Linked DNA regions of Mus musculus: regions 1, 2, 3, 4 and 6 are each linked to region 5. A link is a contact called in public HiChIP or PLAC-seq data. All regions are on one chromosome and are shown on one strand. The core of a region is the stretch at or near the end of the contact, and the rest is flanking DNA. Distances in the headings are between cores, read along the strand shown. Region 1 has its middle 4.4 kb from the start of Gm19510. Region 2 overlaps Gm36819 (a long non-coding RNA gene). Region 3 overlaps Nsmce2 (NSE2/MMS21 homolog, SMC5-SMC6 complex SUMO ligase). Region 4 overlaps Nsmce2 (NSE2/MMS21 homolog, SMC5-SMC6 complex SUMO ligase). Region 5 overlaps Nsmce2 (NSE2/MMS21 homolog, SMC5-SMC6 complex SUMO ligase). Region 6 has its middle 56 kb from the start of Gm19510.

Evidence for each region. HiChIP or PLAC-seq counts read pairs in DNA pulled down with a chosen protein or histone mark.
Region 1: a CTCF HiChIP or PLAC-seq map of CD8 T cells shows a contact between it and region 5, with 6 read pairs. The contact joins two enhancer-like sites. A contact is called at or near these places in 1 of 15 datasets of contacts at CTCF or cohesin (CD8 T cells), 3 of 484 Hi-C or Micro-C datasets (Th1 cells, bone marrow-derived dendritic cells and muscle stem cells) and 5 of 115 datasets of contacts at active chromatin or transcription factors (CD8 T cells, effector CD8 T cells, extraembryonic endoderm stem cells and 2 more).
Region 2: an H3K27ac HiChIP or PLAC-seq map of microglia shows a contact between it and region 5, with 6 times the contacts expected there. The contact joins two enhancer-like sites. A contact is called at or near these places in 7 of 484 Hi-C or Micro-C datasets (the C2C12 cell line, bone marrow-derived macrophages, embryonic stem cells and 4 more), 13 of 115 datasets of contacts at active chromatin or transcription factors (effector CD8 T cells, embryonic stem cells, epiblast stem cells and 3 more) and 1 of 9 other capture datasets (embryonic stem cells).
Region 3: a CTCF HiChIP or PLAC-seq map of the NIH/3T3 cell line shows a contact between it and region 5, with 11 read pairs. The contact joins two enhancer-like sites. A contact is called at or near these places in 1 of 39 promoter capture datasets (liver), 3 of 15 datasets of contacts at CTCF or cohesin (the NIH/3T3 cell line, embryonic stem cells and pro-B cells), 22 of 484 Hi-C or Micro-C datasets (the C2C12 cell line, CD4 single positive thymocytes, DN3 thymocytes and 15 more), 19 of 115 datasets of contacts at active chromatin or transcription factors (the NIH/3T3 cell line, Th17 cells, bone marrow-derived dendritic cells and 10 more) and 1 of 9 other capture datasets (embryonic stem cells).
Region 4: a contact with region 5 is called in a FOXA1 HiChIP or PLAC-seq map of pancreatic cancer cells. The contact joins two enhancer-like sites. A contact is called at or near these places in 8 of 484 Hi-C or Micro-C datasets (CD4 single positive thymocytes, Th1 cells, Th2 cells and 5 more), 11 of 115 datasets of contacts at active chromatin or transcription factors (Th17 cells, acute myeloid leukemia, embryonic fibroblasts and 4 more) and 2 of 9 other capture datasets (bone marrow-derived macrophages and embryonic stem cells).
Region 6: a contact with region 5 is called in a BATF HiChIP or PLAC-seq map of CD8 T cells, with 13 read pairs. The contact joins two enhancer-like sites. A contact is called at or near these places in 4 of 484 Hi-C or Micro-C datasets (Th1 cells, bone marrow-derived macrophages, embryonic stem cells and 1 more) and 3 of 115 datasets of contacts at active chromatin or transcription factors (CD8 T cells, embryonic stem cells and microglia).

Annotation. Positions count from the first base shown.
Region 1 is chr15:59,797,691-59,800,959 of GRCm38.p6, reverse strand. No RefSeq gene overlaps it. Among named protein-coding and RNA genes, the nearest start is that of Gm19510, 4.4 kb to the right of the region's middle. Within about 2 kb of position 1,284, at least 49 of the 459 cell types and tissues checked have an H3K27ac peak or open chromatin away from gene starts, as enhancers often do. A contact at or near this core is called in CD8 T cells, Th1 cells and pancreatic cancer cells, where this site is marked.
Region 2 is chr15:59,826,440-59,829,886 of GRCm38.p6, reverse strand. It overlaps Gm36819 (a long non-coding RNA gene), which reads right to left. Exons shown (of 3, transcript XR_384128.2): 2 at 2,696-2,765; 3 at 1-1,726. Among named protein-coding and RNA genes, the nearest start is that of Gm36819, 4.7 kb to the right of the region's middle. Within about 2 kb of position 1,331, at least 93 of the 459 cell types and tissues checked have an H3K27ac peak or open chromatin away from gene starts, as enhancers often do. A contact at or near this core is called in the C2C12 cell line, bone marrow-derived macrophages, microglia and 1 more, where this site is marked.
Region 3 is chr15:59,390,022-59,393,727 of GRCm38.p6, reverse strand. The region is part of intron 2 of Nsmce2 (NSE2/MMS21 homolog, SMC5-SMC6 complex SUMO ligase); the gene reads right to left. Among named protein-coding and RNA genes, the nearest start is that of Nsmce2, 18 kb to the right of the region's middle. Within about 2 kb of position 1,512, at least 78 of the 459 cell types and tissues checked have an H3K27ac peak or open chromatin away from gene starts, as enhancers often do. A contact at or near this core is called in the NIH/3T3 cell line, bone marrow-derived macrophages, embryonic fibroblasts and 4 more, where this site is marked.
Region 4 is chr15:59,408,896-59,412,432 of GRCm38.p6, reverse strand. All of the region lies in intron 2 of Nsmce2 (NSE2/MMS21 homolog, SMC5-SMC6 complex SUMO ligase), which reads right to left. Among named protein-coding and RNA genes, the nearest start is that of Nsmce2, 36 kb to the right of the region's middle. Within about 2 kb of position 1,867, at least 46 of the 459 cell types and tissues checked have an H3K27ac peak or open chromatin away from gene starts, as enhancers often do. A contact at or near this core is called in Th1 cells, Th17 cells, Th2 cells and 2 more, where this site is marked.
Region 5 is chr15:59,597,243-59,600,828 of GRCm38.p6, reverse strand. All of the region lies in intron 6 of Nsmce2 (NSE2/MMS21 homolog, SMC5-SMC6 complex SUMO ligase), which reads right to left. Among named protein-coding and RNA genes, the nearest start is that of Gm36677, 19 kb to the left of the region's middle. Within about 2 kb of position 1,783, at least 165 of the 459 cell types and tissues checked have an H3K27ac peak or open chromatin away from gene starts, as enhancers often do. A contact at or near this core is called in the C2C12 cell line, CD8 T cells, the NIH/3T3 cell line and 10 more, where this site is marked.
Region 6 is chr15:59,737,082-59,740,850 of GRCm38.p6, reverse strand. No RefSeq gene overlaps it. Among named protein-coding and RNA genes, the nearest start is that of Gm19510, 56 kb to the left of the region's middle. Within about 2 kb of position 1,475, at least 69 of the 459 cell types and tissues checked have an H3K27ac peak or open chromatin away from gene starts, as enhancers often do. A contact at or near this core is called in CD8 T cells, Th1 cells and bone marrow-derived macrophages, where this site is marked.

The DNA of each region.
Region 1 (3,269 bases), core at 35-2,534, 200 kb before region 5:
TTCCAAAGTCCTTCCACAGTCCTCCCCAAAACATGGTCAGGTTGTCACAGGAATACCCCACTCCACTGGTACCAATTTGTCTTAGTAGTCAGGGTTTCTATTCCTGCACAAACATCATGACCAAGAAACAAGTTGGGGAGGAAAGGGTTTATTCGGCTTACACTTCCATACTGCTGTTCATCACCAAGGAAGCCAGGACTGGAACTCAAGCAGGTCAGGAAGCAGGAGCTGATGCAGAGGCCATGGAGGGATGTTCTTTACTGGCTTGCCTCACCTGGCTTGCTCAGCCTGCTTTCTTATAGAACCAAGACTACCAGCCCTGAGATGGTCCCACCCACAAGGGGCCTTTCCCCCTTGATCACTAATTGAGAAAATGCCTTACAGTTGGATCTCATGGAGGCATTTCCTCAACTGAAGCTCCTTTCTCTGTGATAACTCCAGCTGTGTCAAGTTGACACAAAACTAGCCAGTACACCTACCTAGTCTTCACAGCACCCCTACAAGGCAAGAGCTGTGATCATTGCTACTTTTGCAACAGAGAGTGTTGACATCCCAGAAAACTGAGTGACCTGCCTATGGTTCCCCCTACTAGCCTAGGATATCACTGGCCCAGCACACTGACTGATAAATTGTATTCTTTCTGAGGTTCCCGAACCCAGCCTACGTGTGTGGTGGCCTGTCTGATGCAGCTCCAGGCCTGGTCTTCGACATCATAGTAAGTGCCTCTGAGCATTTTCACATGTACACACCTCCTCTTGGGTACTCTTTCCTCCAGTGTCTGATTGCAGTGCCCGAGAAAACCCTGTGTTTCTCTGCATCGTGTGTGTGTGTGTGTGTGTGTGTGTGTGTGTGTGTGTGTGTGTATGTGTGTGTGTGTGTGTGAGAGAGAGAGAGAGAGAGAGACAGAGAGACAGAGAGACAGAGAGACAGAGAGAGAGAGAGAGAGAGAGACAGAGAGAGAGAGAGAGAGACAGAGACAGAGACAGATTCAGAGACAGAGAGAGAGGTATGGGATACATGTTACAGGGGTGGGCATATACACCACAGTGTGTGAGTGTGCATGCTTGTGTAGGCATACACAGAAGCCAGACAAGGACATGAAGTACTTTTCTATATTGTTCTCTGCTTTAGTCCCTGTGGTTGCAGGCACACATACCCATTCCTGGATTTTTATAAGGATTTGTGGGATTTGAACTCAGGACCTCACACTTGTTATGCACAGGTCGGCCCCAAGGCTGAGCCTTTGAAGCAAGCCTCTATGACATCATCCTGGACCATGGACTCTCACCTCTCTTGCTGTCTCATGTGAATGTTTCATTACTGAGTGACTCATAGGTACTTAGCTCACAGTGTACTTGTCTCTCCATGGGATTAGAAGCTCCCTAAGGGCAAGGCTTACCCATCTAGCCTATGACAGCCCTGTAGGCCCATGCCCAGTGTCACCTACACCCAGTCCCTCTCTAGCCAGAAATCCCTTCCTGTTTGGCTAGACTGACCCCATGGAGATGGGAGTGCCATGACCGGGGGGCACAGTGAATGAGATGACCCCTTCCAATAGCTTGCTAGAGCTGAAGAAGCAGATGTTGTACCAGGATGACTCAGGCAACCAAGATCTATGTTCTTGTAATTCTGGAGGCTGAAGTCCAAGAGCAGAGTGTAAGCAGGCTTGCTTTGACTCTCCTGGGCTGCCTCATGGCTGGCTCCTTCCTGTGTTCTTCTATAGGAAGTCTGGATTCAAGTTCCCTCTTTTGATGAAGAGCCCAGTTCTTGGATTAATATACCTCCCCAAGAGTCTCAGTAAGCATTACGACCCCAATGATATCAGTAAACATTACATAGTTCTTTAAGGGGCCTGTTCCCCAGTACAGGGACATTCTGAAGCCACAAGGATTCTTACTTCAATATATAATTTGAAATTCGTTAATTCAGCCTACAGTACATCTCAGCTTCCCTCTTTACTTCTGTTCCCATTGTCACCCACACACGAAATTAGACTCATTAAAGAGCAGGTTGGGAATATCCAAAATGCCAAGTCCAAGTGTCCAATGGCTGGTCCCAGGGTCCCCAGAAAGAGCCTGCAGCAAATACTGTCTGCTTTGATAATATTCTATGTGTCCACACTCATCACTGTCACCCAAGGCTGACCAGGAGAATGCTGAAAGGCACAGGATACAAGTGTTTTAAGGAAGCCATGTCCTTCACTGGCCAAGGAGGCCAGGCCAGTTCTCAGGCTTCACCAGAAGGCAGGCCTCTGGAGTTGCTTAGCAACTTCCATGCCAGATGTTCCTAGCCACCCACAGAGCTTCTGAAAGCTTCTCTTCATGCAGCCTTGGCACTTCCAGGAAAGGGAGGAAAATACCAAACAACTGATTGTCTTCTTCTAGTCACAAATTTGATAAAGGAAGAAACTATCCCTCTACTACCAGGACCCAGGGACTGGTCCCCACCCCAACCCCACAGCTTCTCTCCCTCTGCACAGTACAATTGAAATCCACCTCAAGACTATCCACTATGAGAACATGAAGTCCTTCCACAGCTCACCACATCTGCAAAATCAAGGTCACCCTCCATCCACATCGAGGTGATCAAAACCCTCTGCCTATGTCCCAGATTTAGGTCCCTGTGGCAAACCAGATGATTTAGGTTCAAATCCTATCTGTGAAATGTTCTAGCCATGTGACTTTGGAGAGTTTAACTAGCTTCCACATAAGTTAGGGTTTGGGTGAAAAATGCCCCGCCACCCCCCCACCCCCCACGAACATGTGTTTAAACAATTGGTTCTTAATTGGTAGCTCTGTTAGAAGAAGGTATGGAACTTTGGGGAGGTGGAGACCAGCTGGAGGAAATATGCCTCTGTTTATAGTCTGGCTCCACTTCCTGTCCTATATCTGTTCGCTGGTACCCAGAGATGTGAGTAAACACCATGGGAATTCTCCCCCCACCGTGACTTCCCCACCGTAAGGAATCCTCCAACTCTTATGTTACGTCTTATGAGGTAATTGCTCATAGCGACAAGAAAAGTTAGTAATATGTCATGTTCCAGTGTTATAACCCATAAAATATTAACCACAACAGTATTTTCTTTATAGCATTGTAACACAGATCAAATCCGTTGATGTGTGTGACGCATACAGAATAGTCTCTAGACTATATTACACTGCATGTAGACCTTGGTTAACTTAATCACACAGAGGCCCCATCCTTCAGCACATCCCACAGGAGGTGACAAGCTTTCCGAAGGATCCACAGGGACAAGGCATCATTCCTGT
Region 2 (3,447 bases), core at 82-2,581, 230 kb before region 5:
GAGAAATGCAAGCTTGTAGCTAATGAAGAAATGGAAACTAAAATGGTATCAGAACACAGAGGCTCATTTCCTCAAAACTTGATGATGGCCCCTGTTGAGGGGACCAGAAACCCGTCTTTATCTTAGGATTCCCAGGCCCCTCAGCTGCCCTGTAAAGGCTCATGTGACCATTTTGTCTCTCAGCTCTTTGAATTTGGCCTGTGTTTCTAGGAGACTTGAGTCAGGGACTGTATGTCTGGTCACTCAGGTAATTCACTACACAACTGGGAGAGGAGGGCCACTTCTACCAGACAATGTAACTGGATCCTTCCCAGTGATGTGGAGTGCTTCTACAAAGACATGATTGCTAATTGATTCTGTAACACTGCCATCTACACGTCATGATTCTCTCTGAGTCAGTCCCTTCCCTGTGCCTGATACCTTGCTCAGTAACCAGGACCTAACAATACCTCAATAAAAATCCTCAGAATTCAGAAGCAAGGAACTGGAGAAGATGGCCTTCACCTCGCTCAGACCCAGAACAAGCAAATATTGTAGAGAACAAAATGTTATGAGAACATGCCTGCTTCCTGGGTTATCCTTTAGAGAAGACATACAACACTGCAGTTGACATCTCTGGTTCTGAGGTAGAAAGGATCTGGGTTTTGAGTCACGGCTCCACAACTTACTGGGTCCTACTGAGCATGCTCCCAAACTGCCCCACGGCTGAATCTTCTATTCTGTGAGAAGTCAGTGAGACGAAGCCTCTATGGAGGGCCTGAAATGTGGTAAGACTTGCTCTATGCATCTCAGCTATAGTTGGAAAGTTACGATGTCAACTAATCAATTCAACAACGATCCCTGAGAGCAGACTTTCCCGCACCCAGACTTCCTATCCCAGGCGGGAGACTATGCCCAAAACCTACAAAGTGCTCAATAACAGCTGTCGGATGGAGGGGAGGAAGAAGGGGAAGAAGAAAGAGGAAGAGGAGAGTGGGAAGAAAGTGAGGATGCATGATGAAAGATGATGAAAGAGAGTCTGGAAAGTGAGGGGTCACTGACGGGGTCATAGGGGTGCAGCTCCTGTTCTGCCATCTCTAACTCTGTAACTCTGAGCTAGTCCATCCCTCTGCCTCACTCTGGAATATTTTAAGATGGAAGGTCCCTTCCCCAGCCAGCATCTGGTGGTGCCTGTCTAGTGGAGAGCAGAGGGGCAGGTGCTTGTTCCTGTTTGCAACACTTCCGCTGGCCTGAAGATGGCACCTCTGAGTCAGAAAGAAGCCAGTTTCTGCAGCCTCAGCTTCCAAGCATCTAAGTGCCTAGCAGACGGGATCTAGGGAAATCTATTGCTTGTTGCCTGAGGCAGTGAATGACTCCGCTTCCTTCCTTGCCTACCCCGCTTCTCCCAGTGCCCTCATATGGGGAGGCAGCTGGCTCTGTCATCCAGGTCCTGTTTCTTGCTGGTTGGCCTTGCGCAAAGGCACCCTGCTTTCCTGAGGACTCTTTCACTGTCAGCAAAAGGAGAATTACAGTCCCGGACTTAGTGCGAACTTCACATCAGATGCAGAGCACCGTGCCAAGCACCTGGTGGGGGACTCGTGAAGGATGGCTTCCATTTCTTCCAGGCCTTCCCCAGAATGTGGTCAGCACAGGAGAGGAATGAGTGGGACGACGAGGGAAGAGGAGATGACTCCAGAAAGATGACGTCACTCTGTGACAGGATGCTTCTGCTCGTATATGCCTGGTACTGCGGGGAGTGAATAAAGTCCTGAGTGAATGTTTGTTGGTGACAGGAAAAGGGCCACGAAAGTGGTCACGTCAATGCCACCAATGCCTCAGACTCACGGGAATTAGAAAGCCTTTCCCTGGTGCATGGATATTGGATACTGGCAGAAAATGTCCAGGGCAGCTTCCTCCTCCCGTGTGTTCACAGCCCGAGACTGCTCCCCATAGAGACCCCCACCAAGACTAGTTAAGTCTGCCCTCCTCCTTCAGCTGCATACTACACACTTGTTCAGCTGTGGACAGCCAACCCAGCTCCTTAGTACGGGTGTATGAAATGAACTGCTGAGTTCTATCAGAGCACATGACCCACCTGGTCCCAGCTTTCCTGCGCCTGTGCCTTTGTGCCTGCTTTCTTTTATTCCCTGTTGCCCCAGTCAGGTCAGTCCCTAAGCTGTTCAACTGTGTCCCTTCAAGGACCCATGTCTGTTTACTCTCCCCCTCGTCTCCCAAAGCCAGAGAGCAACGGTTGCCTTTCTGAATGAATAATGCAGCGGCTGCATTACGATCACCCTGCCCTTTGCTAGGCCTTTTGTGGGCTTTGACCTTACATATGCATATAGAGCTGCCATCTTTCCATATCCAGCTTCTGTGGCATGACCATGCTCTGTAAATGCATGGCTTTTACCGTGCAGTTTACTCTTCATATACTGAGCACCTCTGGGCACATGGCTGCCTGCTCAGTGTTCAACAGATGAGAGGTCCTGGAGGCTTGGCTGGCCTTCAGGCCAGAGATCCTGCTGCTAAGAAGGATGCACAGAGCCATCCAGGGTAAAGAAGACTCAAACGCTAGAAAATTAAGGCAAAAGACCATTGTACACCATTCCTCACATTCACATCCCAAGTGTTCTTTGGTTGTGATCACTTGATCTCTGTAGAGAGCTGAGTACCACCATCAGCAGATGGGGAAACTGAGTCTGTGAAGGAGACTTACCCAGGATGGCAGAGCCAGACAGAAGGACAGGGTCCTCTACTCCAATGAGCCAGTCTCAAGAGAGTGGGTCCTAGACAACAAGTAGTTTCAATGGTGTGAAAATGAGAACCACAGTATATTTTTAAAAATCATAAAGAGCTGGCTTCTGTCATGTGACTCACCAGCCCCAGGCCTGCGTGAGGCTGGGGTTGTATTTGTCCCAACACAAAGCTTTTAAGGAATGAATTGCCATGATCCTTGCATTGCGTTTGAAGAAACGCAAGCTCTCTTGGGGAATGGCTAGGTTGCAGGTCACAAGTTACTACACAGAGCCATGGTAGCGCAAGGAATAAGCCCCAAGCCTTCCCTGGGGAGTGGAAACTGCAGAGAGCATGACACATGACTTTTTTTTTTTCAAGGATGCTAACAAAGAGTTCAAACAGAGAAGGCATGTGATACAGAGGTCGGGGGCAGAAGACAGGGTATCCATGGAGAAGCTTGGGAAACGGATCTGCTCTGTCAGGACACTGAGACCATGTGTGAAACACAGCCTTCAAGAGCCTCTTCCCAAGGAGACTGCAGCGCTCTAAAAATGCTCCTGGGGAAGGAAAGCACACCAAATTTCTAATCTGTGGGGGGAGGGAGGGACTCTGAGGAAAAGGAAATGTCCCACCCACTCTTCCATGCACCCCCAACCCCAAGGAATCTGGGCCACCAGAGCAAGACCCTCTGGGTTCTTATTAATGAGCCTGTCGAAGATTCTGCCCAGCGTC
Region 3 (3,706 bases), core at 263-2,762, 210 kb after region 5:
AATCACCTCACAGAGCTCCAGAGGGGCCAGTGTTCTTTCTGGAACACTGCACATGCACTTACCCATGTTCATACTCACTCATGCATACAAATAATTGTTAATCATAGATCACCTATACATCTTTTGTAAGAGATGTGTGCATCCTGACATATAGACCGGGGTTCTGTCGTAAAGGAAGAGGTCTGATTCTTTTTTCTGTCACACATACCAATAATCTACTAATTAGAAATACCTTGCTTACTACCACGTAGCTTTCCCAATCTTTGCATTTATTCTTATTTGCCGTAGCTGCTAATTAACCTTTTCAAAGCATGGGCCAAGAAGTAATTGGTGATCAATCAATTTTTTAAAAAATTAACAATTACCTAATAATGAAAACCAAACAAGTTCAAATAAACAATTTAAATAAGTTTTATATGATACTCTACAGTACTGTACTGTACTGTACAGTATCATGTTGTACTTTGCCTAAGCACTATATCAGAACCCAGAGTCTCCAGGTGCAGATGCTATAGCTAAGAGCTAATGAGCCAGCCCTGTAAGTTGTTGCCCTTACACAGCCCTCACACAGAGCCAAATCTGCCTCTTCCCCAATGCTAGTCACAATCTAAAACACCCTGACTGTGGTCCGAGTCATCTAGCTCAAGTCACATATTAACGAGGCCTCCTTCCACACAGTATAGGATTTCCCCCATCTCTCTGAAACCTTTAAGTATAGGCACCTTCCTTTGTCTGGCAGGACTAAAGCTATGGCATCAGGGTGGGACCACAGGACAGGCTGTGCTGTTAATAAATACCCTGTCCTAAAGACAACTGAACTCAATACGTCTCTTTCTTGAATACCATTCTCTTCTCACTCCCAAAAACCTAACACGCAGTCCAGAAGAAAAGTGAAATCTTCATCTTCAGGTTAAAGTGGTCACTGCTGCCGTCACCAGTTTACAATGGCAGTAATTAATTTAGAATTGAATAAATACTCTCAACCTTCCTCTCTCAGGTATGCACACTTACAGAGAGCCCATGAAGAACTTCTCAGTGAGTATAACTTCCCAGCTAGCACCCCCTTCTCCTCAATTATTCGCCTTATTCTTGACCAGACACAAAATAACTGCCATGAATACGAAACCAGGTGTGCTTATGGATTCCTGTAATCTCAGCCTTCTGGAGGATGAGGTAGGAGGGTAGTAACTTTGAGGCGAGCCTGGGTTACATGGTAAGACCCTGTCAGTAAAAAATCACAAAGCAAGGAGTGTGTGTGTGTGTGTGTGATAAAAGGTGGCTTTCAACTCTTCTTGTAAGTTTAAGACGCACAGTGAACCCCAATGAAAAAGACTGCTGGTTTTAAATCAACCTTCGCCATGACAGATGAGGACTCTACTGAAGGGCAAGAACAGATCCAAAGGTAAAGAAGCTGCCTTTCAACTTTGCTCTCTGATTCCACAGGCCTTAAAAAAAACATGCAAGAATATGCCTCTTGCAACTGTGGTCACATGCAAAAGTGAAGCAAGAAGCACATCTGTTTGGAGCTGGCCTCAAATGCCTCTAGTTCTTCTCCAAACCAGGTTCACAACTCCCACCCACAGAGAGAAAGCCAGGGCCTGAGGCGGCACCCAGGGACAAGCAAATTAGCATTCCCAAGGTCAACTGCTGACAGGCTTAATTGTTTACAGCAACTAGAATATGCTGGCTGCCGAAGTTAAGAGGCTTAACCTTCCAGCTTGCCCAACAGCATATGAAACTGATTTACCACATCAGCTACAAAATATGAAGAACTGTAGATGTGGATTCAAATGAACACACAACATTTTATACAGAAGCAAATGTAACAGGATCCTCAGAAACAATGCACTTTTTATTTTAAGCTGGCTAAACAATTTGGGGAAAACCCTAAAATACTAGCCACAGTTTCAGCAGAGGAGAGTGCAGGAGAAACTGAGTGTCTCATTCTTCCACCGGTTTGATTGGAAGACTCACCAGAACTGCTAAAGAGCTGCAGATCTAGCTGATTTGGCCATCTCTTATTTCTTACTCTGTCACAGAGAAGTGAAATAACCCTTATGTGTCTTTTGTCATCTCATAAAGTGTTATATGTGACCAATAAGCATAAGCAGTGTGGCTAGTCTGGAGTCTAGTGTACTGTAGGATTCTGATTTCAGTGCCCACGCTGTGTCAAAAGAACTCCTTAGGAGCTTTCATATTTATGACACATAAAAATATTTTATCTTTATTTACTTTTTAAATTATATTTGTGTGTATAGATGTTTTGACTGCATTATGTCTACGGATATACTATGGACATGAGTAGTGTCTAGTGTAGAAGCAGGTGTGGTATAGCCTGGGTTATAGGAATTGAACCTAGGTCCTCTGGAAAAGCAGCCAATCCTCTTACCCATAAAGCCATCTCTCTGGTCCCGAAAAATAGTTTCAGATACACTAGGTTAAATAAAACATTACAAATCTCTCCTTCCTCCATATTTTATGAAAGAAGGGCAGTAGAAAATTTTAAATTACACATGTGGCAAACACTGTAGTTTTATCAGGCTGCACGTGTACACATAAGTAATGGTATACAGAAACGCACAGCATGAATACAGGACTTCGTCTGTAACGGGGAAAGAACAGTGTGGGTAATGATCTCTAGAAGAATCAAGCTGCTTTCAGCTGTGCTACGTGTCGTCCTCATAAAAGCTCCTTCCCTCTGACCACAAGACATTAAAACTTTATGTCATTAAAAGAGGACTACAGTGCTTCACAAAAGGCTCCTCATGTCAGTTCTACTTCTGCCTCTGTTGTCATCTCTGCATAGCATTAAGCCAGCATCAGTTCTTGCCAATGGCCAGAGACATGATTTGGTGCTGGCCTGGCTTTTTACTGAGTGACTCCTACTTGTTTGTTTGTTTCTTTTTTTTTTTCTTCTTTTTATCTGTTTTAGTCCTTTTTATCCGAAGTTTGATCACTGAAATCTAACTGAAGCCCCAGCTCCAAAGGTCAAGAAAAAAAAACAAAAACAAAATAAAACAAAACAAAAAAAGCTGAGAAGAAAACAAAAGAATCAATAGCAAAAGCATTGTCAAAGGTCTAGAAAAATCCAAACAGTATTTAGGTACTATACATAGTCTGTTTAAAAAAAAAAAAAATCAGAGCCGGGCGTGGTGGCGCAAGCCTTTAATCCCAGCACTTGGGAGGCAGAGACAGGCGGATTTCTGAGTTCGAGGCCAGCCTGGTCTACAAAATGAGTTCCAGGACAGCCAAGACTATATAGAGAAACCCTGTCTCGAAAAACCAAAAAAAAAAAAAAAAAATCAGGAAGTTTTGCTATTTCAAAATAAAACATGCTACTGTGAACAGGAGAGCTTAGCACACAGAACAGAGCAAGCCAGTACCTCTCCCCAGAACCACCATGTAGAGAACCATCTAGCTCTTAGGTCATCAGTGAGTAAAACATCTGGAGGTGGTGACACAGCTGGAATGTATGGAGTGAGACTCCAAGGTAAGAAAGAGGAGAGGCAAAAAAACAGTCAAAAACACTTTTCCGAGAGCCCTTTAAAAGGGAACCGATCAACACTGTAAAGAAGCACTGTTGCTGCTGCTGCCTCTTAGACAAGAAAAAAAGAGTGGAAAGCCAAATAACCGCTCGTGGCATCCAGCTAAGGTCTGAAGACCGCCTAGTTGTCTGTGGACCTCCACACCAAGAACCAAGTTGCAA
Region 4 (3,537 bases), core at 618-3,117, 190 kb after region 5:
CAGAAGAGGACCTAGTATTCCAGCTCTTATCAACCCATAAAATCTCTTTACTTTTACAAGTAGGACATGTGTGCACACACACACTAGAGAGACACACCCTCAAGACAAATGTCACCTACTTATTCTTCCCACCTGCATATCTAATCAGCTGCACGGCTTTGTCCAGGGTCAAGCTGCTTTCTAAAGTTTTGTTCTAAACAAACAACAAGAAAACTGTGGGATCAGGTTAATTTTTCTATTCTACAAAGCCACACACAAGCATGTCTGAACAGAAACAACCAATTACATGGAGTTGATTAAATTCAGCAGCATGTATTTTATTAGTGACTTACCAAGCTAAGACAAAGCAGACATTTAGTGTTGCTAAGGATTGCTGACTGTGAGTCAACATGACTCACACACTTAGAAGAATCTGATAAACACGAAATGTCATTAAATACACAGACCATTTTGGCGAAGAAGAAGGATGGTGGCAAGGGTTGCCTGACTTTAGTTTAAATTCCTTAGACTAAATGGCACACACAGCCAGAAAAGTTTATTTTCTAAAGACTGGGAATAAGTTATTTCCAGATCTCTTTATATGAGAACTTGATTCTTCCATATTTTCTGTAAAAGACATTTACCTTTTTTTTTGAGAAATACAAACAGATGACAGTATAAACAATATTCTCAACTTCTGTGTCAAAATCAAACCAAAACCTGAATTCTCTGTAAACTCAGATCCAATTACCTACATCTAGTGACATCTATCTGTCTATCTGTGTGTCTCCTGACAGACAGATATTAAGCAATCTACACTCATCAGGAGTTGAATTTAATGACTTACTCAGTGCTTGAGCAATGTTTAATAGAAACTTGGTTACTTCTCACTACACTGAACTTCAAAGTTGTAATTATTCCTCCACACAGATATTAGTGTGGTAAAATTAAAACTGAATGCCCATGTTATAACTGCCTCCCACTAGAAGTAAGTGTGCAGTATCAGGTGTATGATATAACCAGTCAGCAGCTGGTTTCTTCCCAAAGTCCAGGAGAAATCCTGGAGGACTTTCCACCTTCCTGCCATCTGCCTCCCCACAGCCCTCCCATCACATAATAACCCAGACGTGGGAAGCTGCACACCACATAATTGAAGGGGCAGTCTGCTTGATTTCTTTCTTGTGGACTGTGTAGTCTTTGGAAAGACTGTTTCCACACCTCTATAATGGGTATCAGAATAGTACTGAAGGCTGGAGAGGTGGCTGAGTGGTTAAGAACACTTGTGATTCTTGCAGGGGACCAAGGTTCGATTCCTACCACCCATATGACAACTCAGGAAAGCCTATAACGCCTGATCAAGGAGATCTGATACCCTCGTAGGCCTCCATCAGCACCAGGAATGCATGTAGTGTACACTCATTTATGCAGGCAAATACTCATACCCATAAAAATAAAATGCAAACCTTTTAAAACAAGAAAAAGATAAAGAATAGTACCAAATTCATAAAGTTGTTAGCATGTAGGTACAGTGCTCAAAGAAGAGCCTGGCTTGGCATAAGCACTAACCAGCTATATTTTTAACTAAATCCATTACAGAGTAGATAGTTCATCTGCAAATATAACTAGTCCAAATCCTAAAATCATCTTGCCCTCAGAACTAAAAAGTTTCAGGTATATATTAACTTACAAAGCAACCAGCCGAACCCACAGAATTCAGACCTCAGTGAGAAGGGTTGCAGACACCCCTTTCCAAGTTCAGAAACTCCTTTACCTGCCAATGGTTACTGAGCACTTACTACACATCAGGCGGGGGAGATGCCTTAATGCAAGAACAGCAGCCACCACTACCACACGAGGCAAAGAACCTTAGCAGAAGGCCATGGCTGTTCACCACACTGGGGTGGAGGCTAAACAAATGCTTTCAGGGCTCCCCTGAAACTGACTGATTCAGAGTTGTCCTAGTCAAAGGAAAACATTGATGATGAACAAAGAAAGCCATGGATGGAAAAAATGAACAACCTTGAATGAGTACTAAGTACGAGGACCTGTGAACACACTACCTCTGCTCCAACATAATTTGGGCACTATTAAGCATACAATAAAGATAAGGAAATTAACTCCCGGAGAGGTGAAATCATCGGGCAGGTCATGGAGTTAATAAACGTAGAGTTATGACTTGAAGTCAGCACCAGGCACAAAGCACAGTGTATGAACTACCACAGACATAGACAAACACACTGATACAGAAGCCATGCAGTAATGAGTGTGTTGTTCCTTTTCTAAGGGCTTTTGTTGCCTTGCTTTCCCGTAAGAGGAAAGGACACAGGGGAAAGAGACTAGTCACTGTGCTCCCCCTCGGACTTGGCGTCCCTTCACTCTACAGACAGCTACCTTTGTGAGACATCTGCTGGCACTCCATAAACTACCATGGCAAAGGTGTCACAAAAATCACAGAAATGAATGCTGCCAGTTACTAAAGCACCATAGGCTCTTCTCATCTTAAAACACACCCTTAGACTCTCTTGGTTCCCTCGAGTTTTGAGAGTCAGGTCTTTGATTTGACTCAAACACATTCCCCATATCCCAACCATCAATTTCTTCCTACTAGACTGGAAAAAAAAATTGTGAGTTCAAGGCTGGAAGCAATATTCACAGCAGCACTTCCCAACTAACAATGCTTCTGTCTGCGCCTAGCCTTATCTATACTGTGAGACTTGCAGACCCAGGAAGGAGGTTTAAGGAACAGGGTTTGGCTTTGATTCTGGTCCAACACTAAAGCTCCTGCATGAATTTCTGGCAAGAAAGACGAAAAGGAATCTCTTCTGAAAAAGCCTACAATGGTTCCTGAGAAACTTAAAGAGGATACTGGTGAATCATCCAACCCGATACCTCAAACACGGAAGACCTGGGAAAACTGAAGGCTATTTTTCTCTATTAGTCATACTTTCTAATATTCTCAATATAAATTTATCTCACTTAAGCTAGTAAATGCTGAATCATGTGGTTTACCCACATATTTAAAAGCAATGTTTAAGATTAATAAAGCATATGGCTGAAAACTGAGATGATACACTACTGTGGTGTCTACAGCCCTCAAAGCTCTCTGCCTAGAGTCAACACTGCTATTGGGTTCCTGACTGTAATCTTATAGAGCTATTCTGTGTATTTCATGCCACCTTCTAAAGATGACTACAGACACATCAAAATAGTAAAAGACAGAATGGAAACAAGGACTCAAAGTATGATGTGTTAGGAAAAATGACTTCCATGTCTCCCAGTGAAATCCCAGTGTTCTTTAGCGGCCTAGTCTTCACGTGCAGGAACACGGAGACTGAGAACATGCCTCTTTTAACTCCAGGATAGCTACTCTACAGTACCAACATAAAAGCAAACAAAACCAAGTTCCACAGAAAAGCAAGAATAGCTTTAGGCAGGAACACGAGTTTAGTAATTGAGCTAAGCAAGTTCAGTGGTAATGAAGTTTCCACTCAGTCATCCAACAGTGATTATTACCAAGCACTGACTCCATGCCTAGCCTCTGCTGTATCCTGAAGAGCG
Region 5 (3,586 bases), core at 534-3,033:
TCATGGTCTCGTGTGGCCCAGGTTGACTTTGAACTCACTATGTAGCTGGAGATGAACTTCCTGTTGATCTCATTTCCCCAATTCTGCGATTACAGGCACGCACCACCAACACCTGATTTTATGCTGTGCTGGGGCGGGTGTGTGTGTGTCAAACCCTGGGCCTCATACATGATAGGCTAAAGCTATCAACTAAGTTACTTCCTCAGCCTGGGGTATCATTTTAAATATGAAAACACACCCTCCCCCAAGATTTTAGATCGGTGTGGGATAAAATTTAGTTCCATTTAAAAAACTTGCTCTAGCTACTTAGAGAGGACAAAAGGCTAGAGGGCAAAGGGCAAGGTGGAGGAAATAGTGGGGGTCCCACATCAGTACAGGAAGGGCGAGGCAGTTTGGTTGAGTGTGTGGCAGAGACAGGCTCCAACACACACCAGGCCATAGGACCTGCAGACCCTCGGATGGAAGGCAAGTAAACAAAGGAGAGGGCAGAGCCAAGCAGTGGACAACTTCGATGGGAAGGGAACACAGGCCAGGCATGGGGGCAGGAGTCCTGCCTGAACTCCATCCCTCTGAATGCCATGAAACCTCTCAATGGAGAGAGTGAGAGGGACACTGGGCTCTGGCCAGAAGCCCGAGGTGAGGGAATTAAGAATGTGACTCACCAGAAAAGGGCGGAACTCAAGGCCTTGCTCAGTTAGCCATCTCAGTTGAGGGAGTGTTTGGACTGAATCACCTGATTTCTTTTTACAGTGAACAAGGTTTGGGCAGGGCTAAGTGCCCAGTGTTTGGAGTCAAGCTCACGCAGGTCCTGAATTCCCTCAAACACGCGATTGGTGGTCAAGATAACCTTTCTGGGGCAGGGTCCCCACTCCACAGGGTAACGGGCCTCACAGTGCTCCATGGTGTCCTTCCACTTTCCCATCTCCTAGGCTGGCCACTCACCTCCTGGGAAGTTTTAAGTTATCTGGTCTGTCTGCCTGTCCTTCCACAGAACTGTGCACACACACACCACTCATGCATTCCCGGTGCTTCTGTGTGATCAGCTCTGGGCTAGGTTCTAATCACATAGCCTTAAGTATAAACACGGCTCTGATCCACACAGGGCTCAGCCCCATGAACTGAGACAGCTCTTCTAGAGGCACAGGAAACGCAGAGTAAAAGGTAAAAGGCCAAGGGAAGGGAACCTGACCTGGGAGTTACAATGCAGGGATGAGGCAGGAAAGAGGAGGTGTTTCCTGGCCTTGATCCTGGGGTCAAGGAGTGTTGGCAGGACATGGGCTGTCCCTGGACAGTGTGCAGCCCATTTGCAGGGACAGTAAGCTTGAGAACAGGAATTCATTTTGAAATGCTAAATGTGTCCTGTACAGTCAGGCATAGGAGCGCTCTTTCTTCTCTCCTCCCTCCCTTCCTCCTTTCCTTCCTTCCTTTTGCCTGGAATCTGGCTGCGTAGCCCCCCACCTGCTCACCCCAGCTCGACCGATGTACTTTGGAATTCCTAAGTATGAGATGGTGATGGAGACATCCACACATTCCAGACTTTAGAAACGGAGACTGTCATCCCCTAGGCTTCCCAGACATGGACGTGCACAACAGGGGGCTTCTGGAGTGAACCTCCCTGAGAGGCGAGCCCCGAGCCCCGTCCCTGACGACCAGACCTTGGGTGCAGTGGACTCCTGAGAACAGCGTCTACCTCCTTCTGCCAGACAGTGAATAAGCAGTGGAGAGGGAAGTGGAGAGTGAGGGGGGAGGACTTCCTGATGACATCAGTGGCTTTAGTCAGTAAATGAGGGCATTCTGAGAATGGCTGACGGAATTAACCACACCACTGAGCTGCAGAGGAGGCGCCCACACTCATGTTGATGGGATGGGATGGAGCCTGGTGATGTCTGTGTCATGCAGAGACAGGCTCTGGGAACAGGGATATAAATCAAGTATCCGAGGGGAGCGAGGTGACCCGACAACAAAGATACAAACTGGAAAATGGAAGAGCCAAGACAAGTGTATATGCCTACAATCCCAGCACCCGAGGCTGAGGCAAGACTGAGCTACACAGAAAGTTCTAGGCTAGGCTAGGCTATATAGTGAGACATCTCCAAAAGAGCGGCAAAGGCCTAGCAGTCGGCTCCCCTAGTGCTGACACTGTCCAGGTGACGGCACAAGGCTTTTCCTGCAAACAGATGAACGTGGAGTTCTTGTCTGTCTGCAGGCATCCTGGCACAGTGAAAATCAAGGCCACTGAATGCCACGGGCAAAGGATTGTGCTCCAGGTCTCATCACGCAGCACTTGCTGTTCTAGACCACAGTTAACCAGTCCTGTCTCCTCACACAAGGCGGCTCAACCAGAGACATGGTGAGAACAACACTGAAGAGCATGCGAGAACCTTTGAGAGACTTCCTGGAGGAGAGGCAGGACAGGAACCAGGGCACAGCCTTGTTTCCCACCCCACCCCACCCCACAGAAACGAACAAGTTTTTAAACTAAAAAGGGTAAGAAAAGGCCATGATGCCACGGGCTTGAATCAGGGCATTCCTGCTCCGAGAAACAACACTACCCAAGCGTTAGGCCATAATCCCCAGGACATCCTGGTGAGCAAGTCAGGTGTGGCAACACCTTCAACATCATCAACTCATCCCCAGGAAGGGCTCAGACTCACAGACCTGGAAGGAGAGGCTGGTCCTGTGCCTGGGTCAGCCACAGGGCAGAGCATTCCTTATTGCGAGTCTATGCTAAGGAGAGGTCTCAGGGTGCAGAGGGTCCCAGGGGCATCGGGGATTCGGGGCCTCAGCCTCAGCTCAGGATCACACAATGCTGAGTATGGAGAGATGCAGATTTGGGTCCTAAGAATATCAAGGTTTGGCCCATAAGCTCTAGGAAGCAGCTGTATAGACAGATACCTCTGGCATTAGAGCTGGGTAGATTCCTGACATAGTTACACTCAGAGAGTAACTGTGTCCCATCGCCTCCAAGTCCAGGGTGATGTGTCACAAAACAGTGAGGTACACATGATGACTGTTTGCCATAAGGGCCCCACAGCTGTGAGTTCACACTGTACACCAGCAAACTTCCTGTCAGGCCTGTGCTTCTGCCCGCCTGTGTGCAGCTGTGCACATGTGTATATGCTGTGGGAGTCAGAGGTCATCCCTGTCGTTCTCCTCAGGGTCCACTGTACTAGTTATTTATTTCTGACAGACTCTTTCACTGGCCTAATTCTTGCTAAACAGCCACTAGTCTGGCTGGCCTCACTGACCTCAGGGGCCTGCCTGCCTTTCATCTCCCTCCCTCTCCCAGTGCCGGGATACAAGTGAGCTATCACACTTGGCACTTTGATGTGAATTCTGGGGATGAGCTGAACCCTCACTGAGCTGAGCTATCTCCCGGTCTTCTTCACAGCCAAGAAATGGGACAGTACAGATCTGGAAGGAATCCCCTGTAGGCTCTAGGGTCACTGGAATTTTGAGTTGATGTCATTTTTACTTTAGAGATAAAGAACCCGGCTGAGAGGCTCAGTTATTTGTTGGTAAGTGATTCTGCTTTGACATCACACATTTCTCTTCACTTCATCTGATGAGCTTAGAATTCCCTAAA
Region 6 (3,769 bases), core at 226-2,725, 140 kb before region 5:
GAGTTGGGGATAGACCACGTGATCTGTTCCTGTGGTAAGGACCCTGGTGTCATCAACCTATTCCATATCTGTCACCACTTCTCACTGTGTCCCTATCACCATTGTCTGAACTCAGTAGATATCACAGATACCGAGACACACAAATTTTATAAAGATACAAGATACAACAGGAAATAACGTCTATGTAAAAGGCTGACACCAGGTTTGCTTGTCTGTTTTCCCCATGGGGAGGCCTCTCTGTTGGTGACCTCCCCCTCTGCTACCTTTCCACACTCCCTGCCCCACCTGGAAAGTGTGCTTTTCAAGACAAGGTCTTCAGGTGCAAAGTTTAGCTCCTGATGAGTTATTCTGTGGGAACTGAAGTCTTAGTCAAGTGCCAGGAATAACTGGGAATTCCCAAGAAGGCACAGACAGGAAATTGGGATACAGGAAAGGCAGAATTCTTAATGGGACTGCTTTCCCTTTATAAAGATTTGTATCTTTGTATAACTTAGGAAACGCACACTGCCGGTGTGATACTATCTCAGTTATTCATCCAGGTACCACTGTTTACAGGGACGCTTTTCCTGAGTACCTAATGTATGTTAGTCCCTGCTCAGGACATGAGGAAACAAGGGACACATAGCATTTAGCATCACTCGACATTCCGAAGGTGAGGCTATGAGCACACTCTCTACACTAGATCACAGCATCCCACCAACAAGGCAGGTACTCTTGCTGCACACATTTGTCAGGTGTGGAAAATCAAGGCTGGAAAGAGATGTGGTTTTTTTCTCCACACAATGCTATCCGTTGTGGAATAAAGTCCCAGAGATATTTAAAAGAGGATAACAGAGCCAGATGATTTTATTATTATTATTATTATTATTATTATTATTATTATTATTAGCTGTTAAAATATGCCTTTTGCCATCTAGACTTTGAACATCAACCAAAACCTATTAACTTTTATAAGCAGTGCTAGGGCTAGATCTGCTCGGCCCCAGTGTCTATGCTTGACCCACCCAACTCGGCTTTTCTAATAGCTTGTCTCACATCCAGCCAAAATGGGGTCACAGTGGCAGATGTGTGTAATCCCAGCATTCGTGGTGCTGGGACAAAAAGATTTCTGTGGATGTGAGGCCAGGTGGATTTCATAAGACCTTGCCTCAAGGAAAAAAAAAAAAAAAAGAGTATTCAGAAAATAGATCACTTCAGACATCAGCCCCAGAAAAGGGCTTAAAGTTACAGGGAGAGGGAGGGAAGGTGGCGACTAGGAGAGGTAGAACCTGAATCGGATGCCATGCCATCAGCTGACTTGGAACCGTGGTTTCTGCCAAATGCTATTAGTCATGTGAAGACCCATCTCCACAAGAGACAACTATAAATGTGAAACCATGTTTGAAAGGCTACAGGCTGCTGTGTGTCACCAGGTGCTTAGGTGTATCCATGGCCTCAGAGAAAGATGACAGGGAGGGGACAAAGAGGAAGGACAAGCAGAAACTGAAGTTTCACTGTGGTTGATGACGTCAGGAACTATAAATAGAGACACCCCTGCTCCCAGAGTATGACTTAGTGAAAGTACTGGTGCAGTTATTTGAAAAGCGGGGCTATGATGTCTTCTGAAAATCGATGGTCTTTTGACTTCACTTTTATAAGGGAGTTCTAACAATGGGTTTCTGGTGTCTTTTGTAATTCTACTTAAATACTAATTTGTATCATGAATATTGGGTATAACAGGATTTGTAATATAAAAAATAACCAATACAGTGCGTTGACATATTCAAATTGATTGTTGTCATCAAAATGACCATGTTTTATCCCTAGAACTAACCTTAAGAGAAGTTGTCCCCAAGATGGTCTTGGGTGGTCCTCCCTACATTATGCCCTTAAATTTCTCTTCCTTGAACACAGATCAAGTAACTTCTAACAAATGGAATGTGGTATACGGTGTAGGCTACCGTGTCTGAGATCCGAGTTCTAAAGATATTGACTTCCATCTTGTCCTTGCTCCTTCTCTTAGCCTTTAAGCTCTCCCACGCTCCTAACACCCTCTACCATTTTGGGAGCAGCCTATGGAGAGGTCTTGATTAAGCCCTCTGCTCATGTGCAACTAAGAACCAGGACTCTCCATCCATGAGCCCAAAAGGAACTGAATCATTCCAACATGATAAAAGTTAGGAGCAAACCCTTCCTCGCTGGTGATTGCAGTCCACATACTGTGCCTGTAAGAAGCCTTAAGATGCACTCACCTGACCAGCTCCAGGATTTCTACCCCATGGAACCTGTGAGTTAATGAATGTGTTTTCGGTCAGGACCTAACTCTTAGAGTAGTTCTTGTTTGCACATATTTCAGTAGCTTACAGCCTTGGTGAACAACGTCTTTGCTGAGGAACATGTGTAGAAGACAGCACCGCAACCCCAGTTTGCCAAGCCTGCTATTAGACAGAGAGACATTTAGTCTTTGTCTCAATTTCTAGCACAAAGCTCTCCAAACTCTTAAAATTTCCTGAACGATAAAGGGGACAGGATCCTCTGTTGTTCTAATGAAAGGCTGTTCCTAGTGGTGGGGTTGTGGGGGGGGGGGGGACAGGCATGCAAAGCTTGGAACTTTTGATACCACCTCCAGCCTCTGGAGAAAAAAGGGAGATTAGAGACTGAATTAATCACCAAAGTCCAACAATGTCATCAAGTATGTCTACACAGTACATGTCCCATGAGGACCCCTGAGTACCTGGGGACTGCCCAGCATGGCAGTATGTGCCTGTAATCCCATCAGTTAGGGGCTAAGGCAGGAAGACTGTGAGTTCCAAGCCAGACTGGGTTGTATATAGCAAGACCTTATGGAGAGCAGAGGTAAGTGGGTTTGGAGCTCTTCCAGATTCGTTCATAGCAATTCTGTGGGGGGACAGAATCTTCTCTACTGAGGCCCCTCTCCTGGGTACCTTTTGGTCTTGGTCTATGCATCATTTGTATCCTTTCTAATCAGACAGCAGTCATATGTTGGGTATTTCCTGGAATCTTAGGAGCTGCCCTAGTGAATTATCCACACAGGTAGGGTTGTGGGAACTCTCCAACTTCTGTGGTTATGTGGGGACAGAGTATAAGCAGCCTGGTGACCTTCTGTTTGGAATTATCATCTAGGACTGGGACTGTCCCTCAAGCCTGTGACATCTAACGCTAACTCTAGATCTAATTCAGCTGTAGGACAGCCACCCACACACCATTGGTGTCAAGAGACTTGGAGACTTGGTTTGTGCAAGGAAAACCCCACACATTTAGGTGTCCAAAGTGAAGTAGGTAAAAACATCTCAGCGGCCCTCACAAGAATGAAGGCTCCGGAGGAGATAAGAAAATCACTTCCTAGAATTAGCCAACTCCCAAGGCCACGGGGAGCATGAGGAAACAGAAGGCTGACAAGTGTGTGACCTTTAGGAAATTTCCCATGAGTCATCCCAGAACCTGTAGGCTTTAGAGTCTTCTCCAACCGCAGGGCTTAGAAGCTACCCACAACTCCCCCAGAGCATTTCCCTGAGATGAGGAGAGAGGAGAGGCCCCAGACACCAAACCAGGATCTGTTCCCCTTTCCTTGGAACCCCATCTTCAACCTGATCCTCACCACCTCGAGAGCTGGTGAGCATGGCCTAAGTCTTGCTTGGCTTTCTGAGGATTCTGGAAGCCATGCAGGTCACTGGAAGATCAGACAGTTAGAAGCAGTGCTGCTCCCAGCCCAACGTGATCCAACATTCTTCTCAGAACACTGGCTTTGTGTCCATCCCAAGAGTTAAGG